Linked DNA regions of Pan troglodytes: region 1 is linked to region 2. The links are chromatin contacts, called in public Hi-C maps. All regions are on one chromosome and are shown on one strand. The core of a region is the stretch at or near the end of the contact, and the rest is flanking DNA. Distances in the headings are between cores, read along the strand shown. Region 1 has its middle 44 kb from the start of FBP1. Region 2 overlaps AOPEP (aminopeptidase O (putative)).

Region 1 (5,913 bases), core at 2,969-5,468, 330 kb after region 2:
TTCTGTGGAAAATTAGCATCAAATCTTCTATTTCTGGTGAGACTAAGTGGGATTTGGGGTGGTTTATTTGCTATTTTTTTGTACTTTTATTTATTACCTGATTTTTAAAATTATGATTGTGTATTAAATTCCAAAAACAAGTGTTTGCATTTAGAATTAAATAACCCATAACAAGGGAAAACTTGTCAATAATGATACTAGAACACAAAAGAAGAGAAAATGCTGAAGATTCAACTTGGTTGTATGTAAAAGCCTTTGCCATCTCAGTCAACTGAGAAATGACCAAACTTTAAGACTGTTCTTACCCTAGGATATCGTTAGGAGTGTCACGTATACACATCAGATTCATTTTGAGTCATGTTTTATTCAGTTCCTCACTTATACTTACTTTGTGCTGTATCTACTCTTGCCTGAAGAAGCAATATTGCACGCTTAGGATTTTTTAAAAAAATGTTCAGGAGATGCTGAGTGTTGCTACAAGGAGGAACTGCCTTTGGTTCTTCACTCTATGAAGAGCTTTATTATTTTATAATTGCATAATGAGTTCTTGGAACATTGTCTTTCAAAGGATAGATGTTGTATTGTAATAAAATAATGTTATTAAAATTTGATAACCTGGAAACAATCATTTGTGGTTCTTTCAGTACTTAGGGCTCCTTCAAGATGGTACTTGCAGTTTTCCTGAAGTGCATTATTTATGACTATAAAGGGAGAATAAAGGATTATGAGTTATGAAAATAAATGTTATCGAGTACAATACATACAGTGCAATTGCCTATGGCTTTTCCTGAGCTTCACCTTCTTATCTAGCCCCATAGTTTAGTGGAAAGAGAATGGATTTTGGAGTCTATCAGATTTGGGTTCAAAATCTTGCTCTATGCCATTTTCCAGCACAATGACTACTGCCAGGATATTTCTCCATTCTGAGGCTCAGGCTCCTTATCTGTAACATGGGAATGATCCATCTTAGAACCAAATAATATTGTCGTTGCTCAACCATTTTTGACTTATAAATATGGCAATTTTATGTGGCTCAGTCTAGTATGCACTGCACAGCTTGGTAGGGAATTGAATGTCACTAAAGATGAAACACTTGGCTGGTTGGCTGCAACACTGTCAGTGTTCAAGGGATGGGAATTCTACTAATGCTGCCTTTTAACTAGTTTGACTTTGAGAGCATTTAAGGATCTACCTCTGTTTCTTTCCATTTATACCTTCTCTGAGCTTCTGGTCCCTCTGATCCTTTATTTTTATTTTATTATTATTTTTACTTTTTTTTCACTTTAATAGTGACAGGGGGATCTCTCTCTATTGCTCAGGCTGGTCTTGAACTCCTGGCCTCAAGCAATCCTCCCACCTTGGTCTCCCAAAGTGCTGGGATGATGCGCATGAGCGACCACGCCCAGCCAGCCTTTATTTTTAAATCTTCCTGGTCTATTAAGGCTCTCAAGGCAGATCCTTAATCATCATCTTGAACCGCTCTTTCTAAACCTATGATCAGTTTTATCCCAAAACCAAAATGACAAGTTATAGGATGAGAAAAGACAATGTTAGGCCAGGCACGGTGGCTCACTCTTGTAATCCTAGCACTTTGGGAGGCCCAGATGGGTGGATCACTTGAGGTCAGGAGTTCGAGACCAGCCTGGCCAACATGATGAAACTCCATCTCTACTAAAAACACAAAAATTAGCCAAGCGTGATGGTGCATGCCTGTAGTCACAGCCACTTGGGAGGCTGAGGCAGGAGAAGCATTTGAACCCAGGAGGTGGAGGTTGCAGTGAGCCAATATAGCGCCACTGCATTCCCAGCTGGGCAACAGAGCAAGACTCTGTCTCAAAAAAAAAAAAAAAAAAAAAAAAAAGGCAAAAAAGAAAAAACAATGTTAGGCTGGCACAGGGCACTACAGTGTCAACCTCAGAATCTGTAGCATGTAGAAGATGTAGGTGCGTTGGCAAAATCTGAATACAGTAAATCCTACCATATGCTCTGAGTGAGAACCAGGACCTGAAGACAATAAATCCTACCATATGCTCTGAGTGAGAACCAGGACTTGTGTAAAACGTAGGTTACGTTATCTTTAGGTCAACAGAGTGATGGGGATGAGCCTCTGGGCGAGCCAGGAGCTGGCCGCTGGTCCTCACACTTCCCCTTTGCATCATGTCCACATGGGGCTAGTGGGAGGGCATCACTGCGAGCTTCTCAGTCTCAGGGTGTCCGGGAGAGAAGCTAAGCAGGAGCACCAGCCTAGGAGGGGACACCCACCCTTCACTCCTCATGGGCTCCTCCACAGCCACATAGTCAGGAGGGGCCTTCTGCTTCTTCATTCAGAGAGTACCGCGACTTACAGAATCTCTTAGCCCCTTCCAGCGCTAACTTCTTTGGTTCTATAATTCTGTGTTCATTGATGTTGATTAACTCTTGATTGAATTATGTGGATTTTGATTGGCTTAAGATGTGAGTAAGGATTTGGGGCCTCCTCTCCAAATACCTGGGTTTTATAGTTTATAATGGTGACTATGTGTTTTGCTGGAACGATGTGAAACTTTCCTCACAGTTGTTCTGGAAGGTGTTAAGCAGGCTCACATAAATGCGTTTCACAAACTCATTTAAGTGTTTGGGAAGAGAAGGGCACTGCCAGCGTTTATCTATTCATTCAACACAATTGCTGCATGCCTGTCCTTTGCCAGCCACTGTTCTTGGGACATATTAAATTTTTACATGTGGGGGGTAGAGAGAAAGATGGACAGTAAGCAATAAATAAAACTATAGGGAAAATGGACCCAGGTAAAGGGCTGTAAGCCCAGCAGTGACCAAACACAACCTCTTCTTGTGACATTCTCAAGGGAGGTCCTGCGGTCTGTAAGCTTCTCTTTTGGTCTTTGAGGGAACCGTCGGGTCACATTGATCCGAGTGTCAATTCAGTAGCCACCAGGTTCTCATGGCAGTGAGTGGGGTATGTAGACACCATAAGGTGGAAAACACGCACTTGTGCAAGTTCCGCACCCACTGGAAATGGCGTGATCTCTAAGATGGTTACCTTTGGGTACATCTAGACACTGAACACACTCACACATACACAAACAGCATTTCCTAATTTTGTGAAATGCTATCCTTAATTTTGCATTAAAAAGTCACCTAGGGGCCGGATGTGGTGGCTCATGCCTGTAATCCCAGCACTTTGGGAGGCCAAGGCCAGCGGATCACAAGAACAGGAGTTCGAGTCGCCCAGCCTGGCCAACATGGTGAAACCCCGTCTCTACTGAAAATACAAAAATTATCCAGGCATGGTGGCGGGTGCCTGTAATCCCAGCTACTCCAGAGGCTGAGGCATGAGAATTGCTTGAAGCCAGGAGGCGGAGGTTGCAGTGAGCTGAGAGAGCACCACTGCACTCCAGCCTGGGTGACACAGCAAGACTCCATCTTGGGGGGAGGAAAAAAAAGTCACCTAGGAAGTTCCGAGACTTATAGTAAGGGCTTGAAAGCAACACATTCTCTTAGATTTGTTGTAGCCCAGTGGTTCTCAAAGTGTCCTCCATGGACCAGCAGCATCAGCATCACCTGGAAATTTGTTAGTGCTGCAAATTCTCTGGCCCCTCTTGAGACCTACTGAATCAGAAATGATGGGGTAGAGCCCAGCAATCCATGTTTTAATAAGCCATCCAGGTGATTCTGATCATGTTTAAGAATCCCTGCTAGATTATACAAAGGATATTTAATGATATAAATACTATCTTACAGTTTTAATAGTCATTTTCTCATTTGAGCTGTGTTAAACAGTGCAGAATCAGCAACAGATATTATGCCCATGAAAAAAAAAGAAAGAAAAAAACAGAGGGTTGAGTATCCCTGGATCCCACAGCTATTAAGCATTAAATAAATGATCCTGGTATTCTGTTTCATTGCTCCTTCTGAACTTTCTCCATTTAATTCTTTCTCAGCCCTTCCTTCTTTTATCCACAATACTGAGATGCCTGCCTTAAACCCTTCAGATAAGTAGGAGACAGAATATAGACATTAGAGTGGATACCTTGAAATATTGGTGACAAAAATCTCCAGTGTCTGAACTCTAACTTTCTTCAAATGAAGAGCTTAAAGTTGTAGTTCAATGTTTTTCTCTTTCACAAGACGAAAGGACCACGCAGAGCTGGAATACTCACTCCCAGCAGCCTCATCAGGGCAGCGGGTGGCCTGGCTACCAATTGCAGGATCATTTACCAAGGCCGCAGGCCCAGGGCCTTCTGGTTACACCAGGATCCACGGGCTGGGGCTCAGTGGTACTGTGTGGATAGTGTGGTTTTGTGATCCACACTGCCATCTTCTGGGGAGTCTCATCAGAGACTGTGGTTCCGTTTTTAGTGTCAAAGCTTTGAGTCAAAGATTGGGGTAGGGGCACTTCTCATTTCAACTGGACCTATTCTAACCAGCTGATGATGGTGTTGATGATGGTGATGGTGATGAGAAGGAGGAGGAGGATGGTGGCGGTGGTGATGAAAAACAGGATTCTGGAGTTTACAGTGGTTCTCACTCTTTTGAAAGCACATCCCATAAAGAGTACAGCTGATCAAACAACAAAAGAAGAAAATACATAAGAGAGCTGCTAATATTTTTAAAAGGTAGAAGTGGACAGAATGGCCTTCAGAGGCAAGTGAAGAAAACTGGAAAATATACACTCTACAGCGACTGGTTCTGGAACGTGGGACCATGAGCACTTAGTGAATTCTCTGTTTTCCAAAGTTTCTACACTAAGCACCTTGCAGGGGGCATTGTTTCAGATGGCAGGCTGCATGAGCTTTAACAAAGTACGAAACAACTGAGACAATAACTCCAGATTTCCAGCCTGGAAAACTCTGAAACAATACATTTTGGTTACTTTTAAGTCAGCCAGATTGTAAGAGAAATGTAGTATTTCACAGTGGGAGAAGCTACAAGCCTGTAATCTAGTTGTTGACAGGGCGTGTTCCGCCTTTCTCTTAGCTCCTGGTGTTACCAGCCTCCTCCTCACTCCAATCACTGCCCCCTCCATCATTAGGTGACATTCTTTTTGTGTGTCTGTCTCTTCTCCTCTTCTAAGGACACCAGGCATATCAGATTAGGGGCCCTCCCTCCTCCAGTATAACCTCATTTTACTTACATTTGTGATGATCCTATTTCCAAATAAGGTCACATTCTGAGGTTCTGGGAAGCACATGGATTTTAGGGGAACACTCTCCAGTACATGGGCTTCGGGTTCTGATCATGGTTTAGCTACTAATTAGCTGTTCAATCTTGAGGCAGCTATTGGCTCTAGGCATCCATTTTCTCATCTGTTAATGTAAAGGAGTTAGCATGTGCCTGGCACAGAGTATACTCAGCAGAAGACAGCTAGTATTTTTGCTTTCACTATCAGAAAAAAAGTTTTCATAAATTTAAAGAGAGAGAAAAAAAGATCATACAGTCCCTGGACCAAAACAGACCATTTAAATAAAGAGAGCTTTGGAAAGCATGATTTCTACCTAACTTTCTTTTTTCCCCGTCACATTACATTTAGCATGTAGTACAAAAATCTAATTTAGCTCAGGAGACACTGGGTTGTAGTTACCAATTGTTTCTGATGAGGTAGATAACATTTGGGTCCATTTCATTCTCCAGGGGAGGCTCAGAAGAGACACACAGCTCTGCCACCTTTTCTACCTGCCTCTCCCTACACTGCGCAAGCTTGTGTTTCCAGAACCAGGTTCATTCTGACTTGATCCCAGGTGTGTCCAAGGCCTTTTGTGTTAGCAGAAGGGAGTGTACAATCCAGCCTCCTCATCAACCTGATTGAACTTCTCTTCATTAACTTTGAGTATTGTGGATTTAGAGATATGTTATTTGAGAAGGCTGTGATATTAACATATTAGAAACCATGAATATTTGGGAATGAATTACTTTTCC
Region 2 (6,361 bases), core at 705-3,204:
GCAGAAAAACACACCGCTATTTTAATCCCTTGCTGGTATCAAGAATCAAAAAACAGTGAAATGTAATTAAGCAAAAGCAACAAAAAAACCTATCAGCTGTAATATTTGTCAAAAAATTATTCACTTTTACGAGTTTTCCGCAAGTCACTTAGAAAACAACGGGCTACTTACCTTATTTCATGATATTTATTACAATGACAAATCAAGTTTTAATACAAAATCAAAAGACAGGCAGTCCAAACTTCTGCAAAGTAACATACTGAAATTCTAAACTTGGGCAAACAAATTTCTCATTTACTTTACAGCAAATAAAATTCCTCCTAGTGTTTTAAAAGTAATCCACTTCTTTCTTCTTCTCTCTCCATTTCTTAGATGACTCCAATTTAAAGTCTAGGTGAGAGAAAGTACAGCATGGAAACCTAATACTGTGGGCGATTTATTCGGAACACTTTTCATTTTTCAGAGGTACCTTAACACTGAGATAATAAACACTGCTGATCTAAAATAATAATGGAACCCACTTAAGTCCGATTGCTGTATTTAATGAGCATGAAACAAATTTCATGGGCTACTCTCTCCTAATGAGACTATATAAATGATCATTAGCCTTATCGACCAATATTTCTGTAGAATTTCCCCATATATTAAATCTATGGTTTATTATAACAAAAACTTTTTAAATTAAACGCTACTCTATTGTCATGACCAGGTCCTCACGGGGCAGAAGCGGATTTACCAAGACCTGCACCGAGTACCGTCTCGGGAACCCCTACCTTTTCAAACACCTCTTCCTTCTCCCTGCGCTTCCGTTTTCGGGGTCTCCGGTTCACTCGAATCCATTTCGTGACCTGAGGTTCAAAAACCACAGCATTTCAAACAAGGCGACAGGGTCCTGACGGCCGTCCCCCAGCGCGAGAAAGCAGAGACCCCCGGCCTCGCGACCTGGTCTTCCCCGCACCTCGGGAGGCCACCCGCGCCCGCCCGCGGAACTCGCCGGGCGCCTCAGCGCAGGGGCCGCGACGTTCGTCACGGCCGCTCCCCGCGCCCGAGCCGGAGCCTGGCGGGTAGTCCCCGCGCCCGCGCGCCGCAGCGCAGAGCCAGGGCCTCTCGCCAGCCGCGGTCTCGCGTCGGCGCCACCGGGGCGCAGGGACCGCGCCGCCCGCACTCACCTCGGCGCGCACTTGCCGCGCGAGCCCGCACTCCGCCCCGGCGCGACGCTCCCTCTGCAGCGGCTGCGGGGGAAGAAGACACAGTCAAGTTTACCGCGGGAGCGGCCCCGGCCTCCCTGCCCCGCGCCCGCTAACTCGGCGTGCCCGCCCCGTACCTCGCCCGCGGCCGGGGAGGACGCAGCGGCGGCGCGGGAGCCCGCGCCCTGCGCCCGCCCGGGGTCCGCATCACCTCAGGCGCGGCGCGGGCGGCGGGCGCGGGGCCTGGGCGGCGGCGCGGGCGGGCGGGCACCGAGCGGGGGCGGGGCCTGCCTTAAAGGTATAGCGGCCGCGCCGCCTCCCGCAGGTCGCCCTCCCGCCCGCGCCGGCATTGTATTGTTCTCCCCACGAACGGCGTGCTCCCGCTCCCGGGCTCCGGCCGCCCCGCGCCCCCGCGCCCCCGCGCACCTTGCCCCCGCCACCCCTCCCCGGGCTCCGGCCGCCCCGCGCCCCCGCGCACCTTGCCCCCGCCACCCCTCCCCCGGCTCCGCGCCCTGCGAGCGGCTTCCCGGCAGCGAGAGGGGCCCGCGCCGCCCGCCGCAGGCTGGAGGGAGCGGTGGCGGGGAAGGAACCCCGCCCGTAGCCAGCCTAGCGCGCTCCTGGAGTCGGAAACCTGGTCCCGGTGGCTTTCGCGTAGGGAAAGTAACTTTCCTAGTGGAGTTTTCTCCGGGACCGGGTTCTACGCCGTCGAGTAGACGTTTCCCAGTGGCCCCTCGGGGCTCCGGGCAGCGGCAGGTGACCTCCCAGGGGGCGAGGCCAGGGCGCAGAGAAACCCAGCCCCGCGCTCCCGCGAGTGTGGACCCGCAGCCCTCAGACTGCCGTGGACCCCCAGAACCACTGGGTAGAATTTAAAAAGAAGGGGTCAATCTGTTTTCATAATTAGGGAGAAAGTTTACACTTACTTTATAAAAATGTGCGATACCCCAAGATTTTCCTCCACCCGCCAAAGGCCTTCTCATCCGCATCAGCAGTTGCTGGAACCCGCCTGCCGGTGAGGGCGGGCCGGGGCGGAGAGTCGGGTTGTCCTGTTGCTTGCTGGGTCTTGACCATCCCTTTAACTTTATCACATTTCTTTAAAGAAAATCTGTCTTGCCCTCTCTTTATTGCTACTCCATCCTTCTTTCAAGATCAAAAGGTTTAGATCAAAGCCAAGATCAAACTCACTACTTTAAATAGCAGCAACTTTGCCATGGAGTATTTTACACAGAGGAGCTTAATGGCGACATCAGGAATTTATCCCTTCATTCCATATTCATAACTGGACTACTTAAAATTACACGGATGATGTATGTCTATTTCCTAAAACAAACAACAAGTCTGCTCAAATGAGGGATTCTTACTGTTTCCAGGAATACAAAAAAGTTGAAATCTAGAGAGCAATATAAATAGACGTGTTAACCATTTTGTGTCATTATTATAATAGCTAAGTGCTACGAAATGTGTGCTCATTTGCTAGAGATTTTTCAATGTGTTATTATATCTTTTAGTATAGACTGTACAGCCATCATATACAATTTTTTACTGTAAAGGAAATATATATAAATAGTTAATGGTTTGGAAATCTTGCACATAGGCAGGTAAATAATTATAAATGGTGAAGTGGATTACTCTGAGCTGCTTAATTTTAAAGGGAAAGAGAACTTTAAACTCTTCAACCTTTTATGCTGCTAATAACAGTTCCACAATCAATAGAAATCTATCTTGGCAGGCACTTCCTTTTACCCACTAGAATTTTTTTCCTTGGGAGTTCACGATCCCCAGAAACTCTGATATGAGCCATTCAATATTGATGTACTAAAACAGTGCTCTGCTTAAATACAGTTTTTCAACATACAGTCTTGGAAGAAACAAAATCCAAAATAAATTCCAATAGTCCAGTAACAGGAATAAAGACAACTATTGCAAATTAAATCTTACAGACTTATATGAAAGCTGTTGTTAACAGCTAGGTACTAGTTATTTGAAAAGTTTTTTCCCTTTGCAGTTTTTAACTGGTTGCAGTCACACACGCACACACACATTCTTAATTCTATAAATCCCATTGAACCACTGGAAAGATCTTAGAAACTGAGACCTGGAAACCCTGTCTTGCTCTGCTACTGACACAGTCTCCTTTCTTCCTAGCACCCAGATCATGGATAACCTAACGGTTTCCGGCATGAGCTGAACAAAGGAAACAGCCTACTGTCACTCTGCTCTTCTAGGATTTTGCTAAGTAGGAAGCAAAAGCTGTGACCCATCCTAATTGCCTCTTGTCTCCTTGTTTGTCCTTTGTCCCCCAACTCTCCTCCCAATTGCCATCCCAGAATCCATCCTCCACAGAGAAGCCAGAATGGTACGTCCAAAGGTAATTCAAATGATACCACTTTGCTTCACTGAGAATGCTTTTCCATCTCTTCTTTGCATGGTAGCCCACTTATCCTCTAGTTCTGGGTTTAAGCAGCGCTTTTGCAGAAAGGTCTTTCCTTACTCCCCAGTCCAAATTATGTCACTCCACTATAATTTCTAATAACATTCTGTTTATTTCCTTTAGAATGATTCTTAGAGCAGTTTTAAGTTTATAGAAAAACTGAGCAGAAAGCAGAGTTCCCATATTTGTACCCACTCACCAGCTTCCCCATATTTAACATATTGCATTAGTATATTTATTATAACTGAGGAACCAATATTGATACATTATTATTCACTAAAGTCAAATTTACATTAGGGCTCACTCTGTGATGTTCAGTTATTATAGCTCTTTTAAAAATGTACTGAACGTCTCTCTCCCCAGCTGGATTTTATGCCCCAAGAAGAAGGAGATCCCGTATCTTTTGTTCTTGATTTTTGTTCAGTCCACCAGAAACATTGCCTGGCATATACTAGAAATTCAATAAATATGTTACATAGTGAATGGAAGGATTAAAGGAACAAATGAAGGACACCTAAAATTTCAAGGGGGAGAAGTCTTAAAATGAATATCTTTCTAATTACCTCCTGTTTGTTTCACCACTAAAATGCTTAATTTGTAAAAAGGCTAGAATTTTACATTTTTACAAAAGGGAGACCATGGGATATTAGTTATATTGCCAGGGTAACTTTATAAACAGGCTGTGCACGGTGGCTCACACCTGTAATCCCCGCACTTTGGGAGGCCAGGGTGGGAGGATCTCTTGAGCCTAAGAGTTCAACACCATCCTGGGCAACATAGCAAGACCCCTGTCTCTACAAAAAAAAAAAAAAAAAATCAGCCAGGCATGGTGGTGTTAGCCTGCGGTACCAGCTATCTGGGAGGGTGAGGTGGGAGGATCACTTGAGCCCGGGAGGCAGAGGCTACAGTGAGCCATGATGGCACCACTGCACTCCAGCCTGGGCAACAGAGTGAGATCCTGCCTCAAAAAAATATTAATAAGTAAATAACGATAAATTTTAAAAAATTGAAATGAGAAAGGTTCCTAATTCTGTCACATATGAATCACTAAAATTATATTCCAGCATGGTGCTACAAGCTGAATTTAATCTAGAATGAAAGATTTACATATTGCATGACACGGAAAAAATACTTTTCTATTGTGTTCAATCCAACCTGAGCACATTTCTCCTGTTGTCTACCTGAATCTCCCCTTCTTCACAGGCTGATGCCAATGAAGGTAGGGTGTAGACAAACTGGAAGACCGCTTTTTTAAAAACTGGAATTCTATAGTGGGGGACAGGTATTCTAATTACTGTCTTTGAGAATGTAGTAAAAGCACTTTAAAGCTGTCTCTTAAAACAGATGTTTTCTATCTGAATTGTATCTTTAAAAATGCCTCATCCAGTAGATACGCATGTTTTGAAAGGAAGTTGTTCTAAGAAACTTTTTTTGTCAAAGCAGTTCATAATAGCTGAAGACAACGTCCGAGGCTGAGGAAAATACCATTGCTTTAAAATTATTTAACCTCGTGATTGATTGGAGATTACTTTTGGAGGGAAAGCCTTTTTCAGTTTTCTTCCTTTTCTTAGACAAAGAAGAAATTCCTCCTATCACTGGAAAAATACAGTGAGACCAACTTCACATTGTTACGGGTGTGTTTTCTCTTCCTGCTTCTACTTCATGGAGGGGGCACAGGACAGAGGAAGGAGGAGGAGCCAGCCTTCCTAGGCACCAGGAAGGCCACAGGGCAAGCAAGGGGCTCTTCAATGTTCCCAAACAGTCACAGATGGCAAATTACATTCCCTCAGGCACAGCGGAGGGAAAACTATCCACTAAAAGAAACCGAAAGATCTTTGAATACCAAACAAGGTCGAGAGTTCCAGAAGCTTCCACTGGTTTCGGAAGTGTTCTATTGCCAACATACGTTCAGGGTGAATTTAAAAGTAGGAATCTACACACGTCTAGAAATAAAATCAAGGTTGGATTAAGTTTCAAAAATAACAGAGGGATTAGGAGCAAAATTATCAAATATTTATATCTTTAAATTTGGTTTATTTATTTATTTTGAGACAATGTCTTGCTCTTGTCACCTAGGCTGGAGTGCAATGGTGCAATCTTGGCTCACTGCAACCTCCGCCTCCCAGGCTCAAGCGATTCTCCTGCCTCAGCCTCCCCAGTAGCTGGGATTACAGGCGCCTGCCACCACGTCCAGCTAATTTTTATACTTTTAGTAGAGACAGGGTTTCACCATGTTGGCCAGGCTGGTCTCAAACTTCTGATCTCAGGTGATCCACCCACCTTGGCCTCCCAAAGTGCTGAGATTACAGACGTGAGCCACCGTGACCGGCCGTCTATTATTTTTAAATGTAACATCCTTTATGTAATATTTTTGGATGATTTTAGAAAAATTATAAATTAATCCAAAAAATATAAAAGATGCTACATAAAGGATGTTTAGAGGGTTGTTTATTCCATTAGATAGTAATTTTCTATGAGGAGCCACAGGACAGTCTTCTCCCTGGCGTCAGCATCAGGAATAGTTGGACTTGATCAGCTGGTTTGTTTTTACCTGTTATTTGTATTATTTTTATTTGCCCATTTTGTCTCTCTCTTAAATAAACACCTAGTTGTTGTTGTCGTTGTTTTTTTTTAGTAGGATTTTGGCCCTGCCAAACGGACCTCTTAGTGGAAGTCCTTACAAAGCATAATTTTCAAAAAAGGAAGTCAGTTTCATGCTTGGCGTAGTGGATTGCTGAGGCTATGG

Evidence for each region. Hi-C and Micro-C count contacts between places; a contact is called where the count stands out from the background.
Region 1: a contact with region 2 is called in a Hi-C map of stem cell-derived neural progenitor cells, with 6 times the contacts expected there. The contact joins two enhancer-like sites. A contact is called at or near these places in 1 of 7 Hi-C or Micro-C datasets (stem cell-derived neural progenitor cells) and 1 of 1 datasets of contacts at active chromatin or transcription factors (stem cell-derived excitatory neurons).

Annotation. Positions count from the first base shown.
Region 1 is chr11:43,825,938-43,831,850 of NHGRI_mPanTro3-v2.0_pri, forward strand. No RefSeq gene overlaps it. Among named protein-coding and RNA genes, the nearest start is that of FBP1, 44 kb to the right of the region's middle. Within about 2 kb of position 4,219, at least 7 of the 24 cell types and tissues checked have an H3K27ac peak or open chromatin away from gene starts, as enhancers often do. A contact at or near this core is called in stem cell-derived neural progenitor cells, where this site is marked.
Region 2 is chr11:43,498,002-43,504,362 of NHGRI_mPanTro3-v2.0_pri, forward strand. It overlaps AOPEP (aminopeptidase O (putative)), which reads right to left. Exons shown (of 16, transcript XM_016961205.3): 12 at 1,170-1,232; 13 at 774-848. Among named protein-coding and RNA genes, the nearest start is that of MIR23B, 83 kb to the left of the region's middle. Within about 2 kb of position 1,955, at least 16 of the 24 cell types and tissues checked have an H3K27ac peak or open chromatin away from gene starts, as enhancers often do. A contact at or near this core is called in stem cell-derived neural progenitor cells, where this site is marked.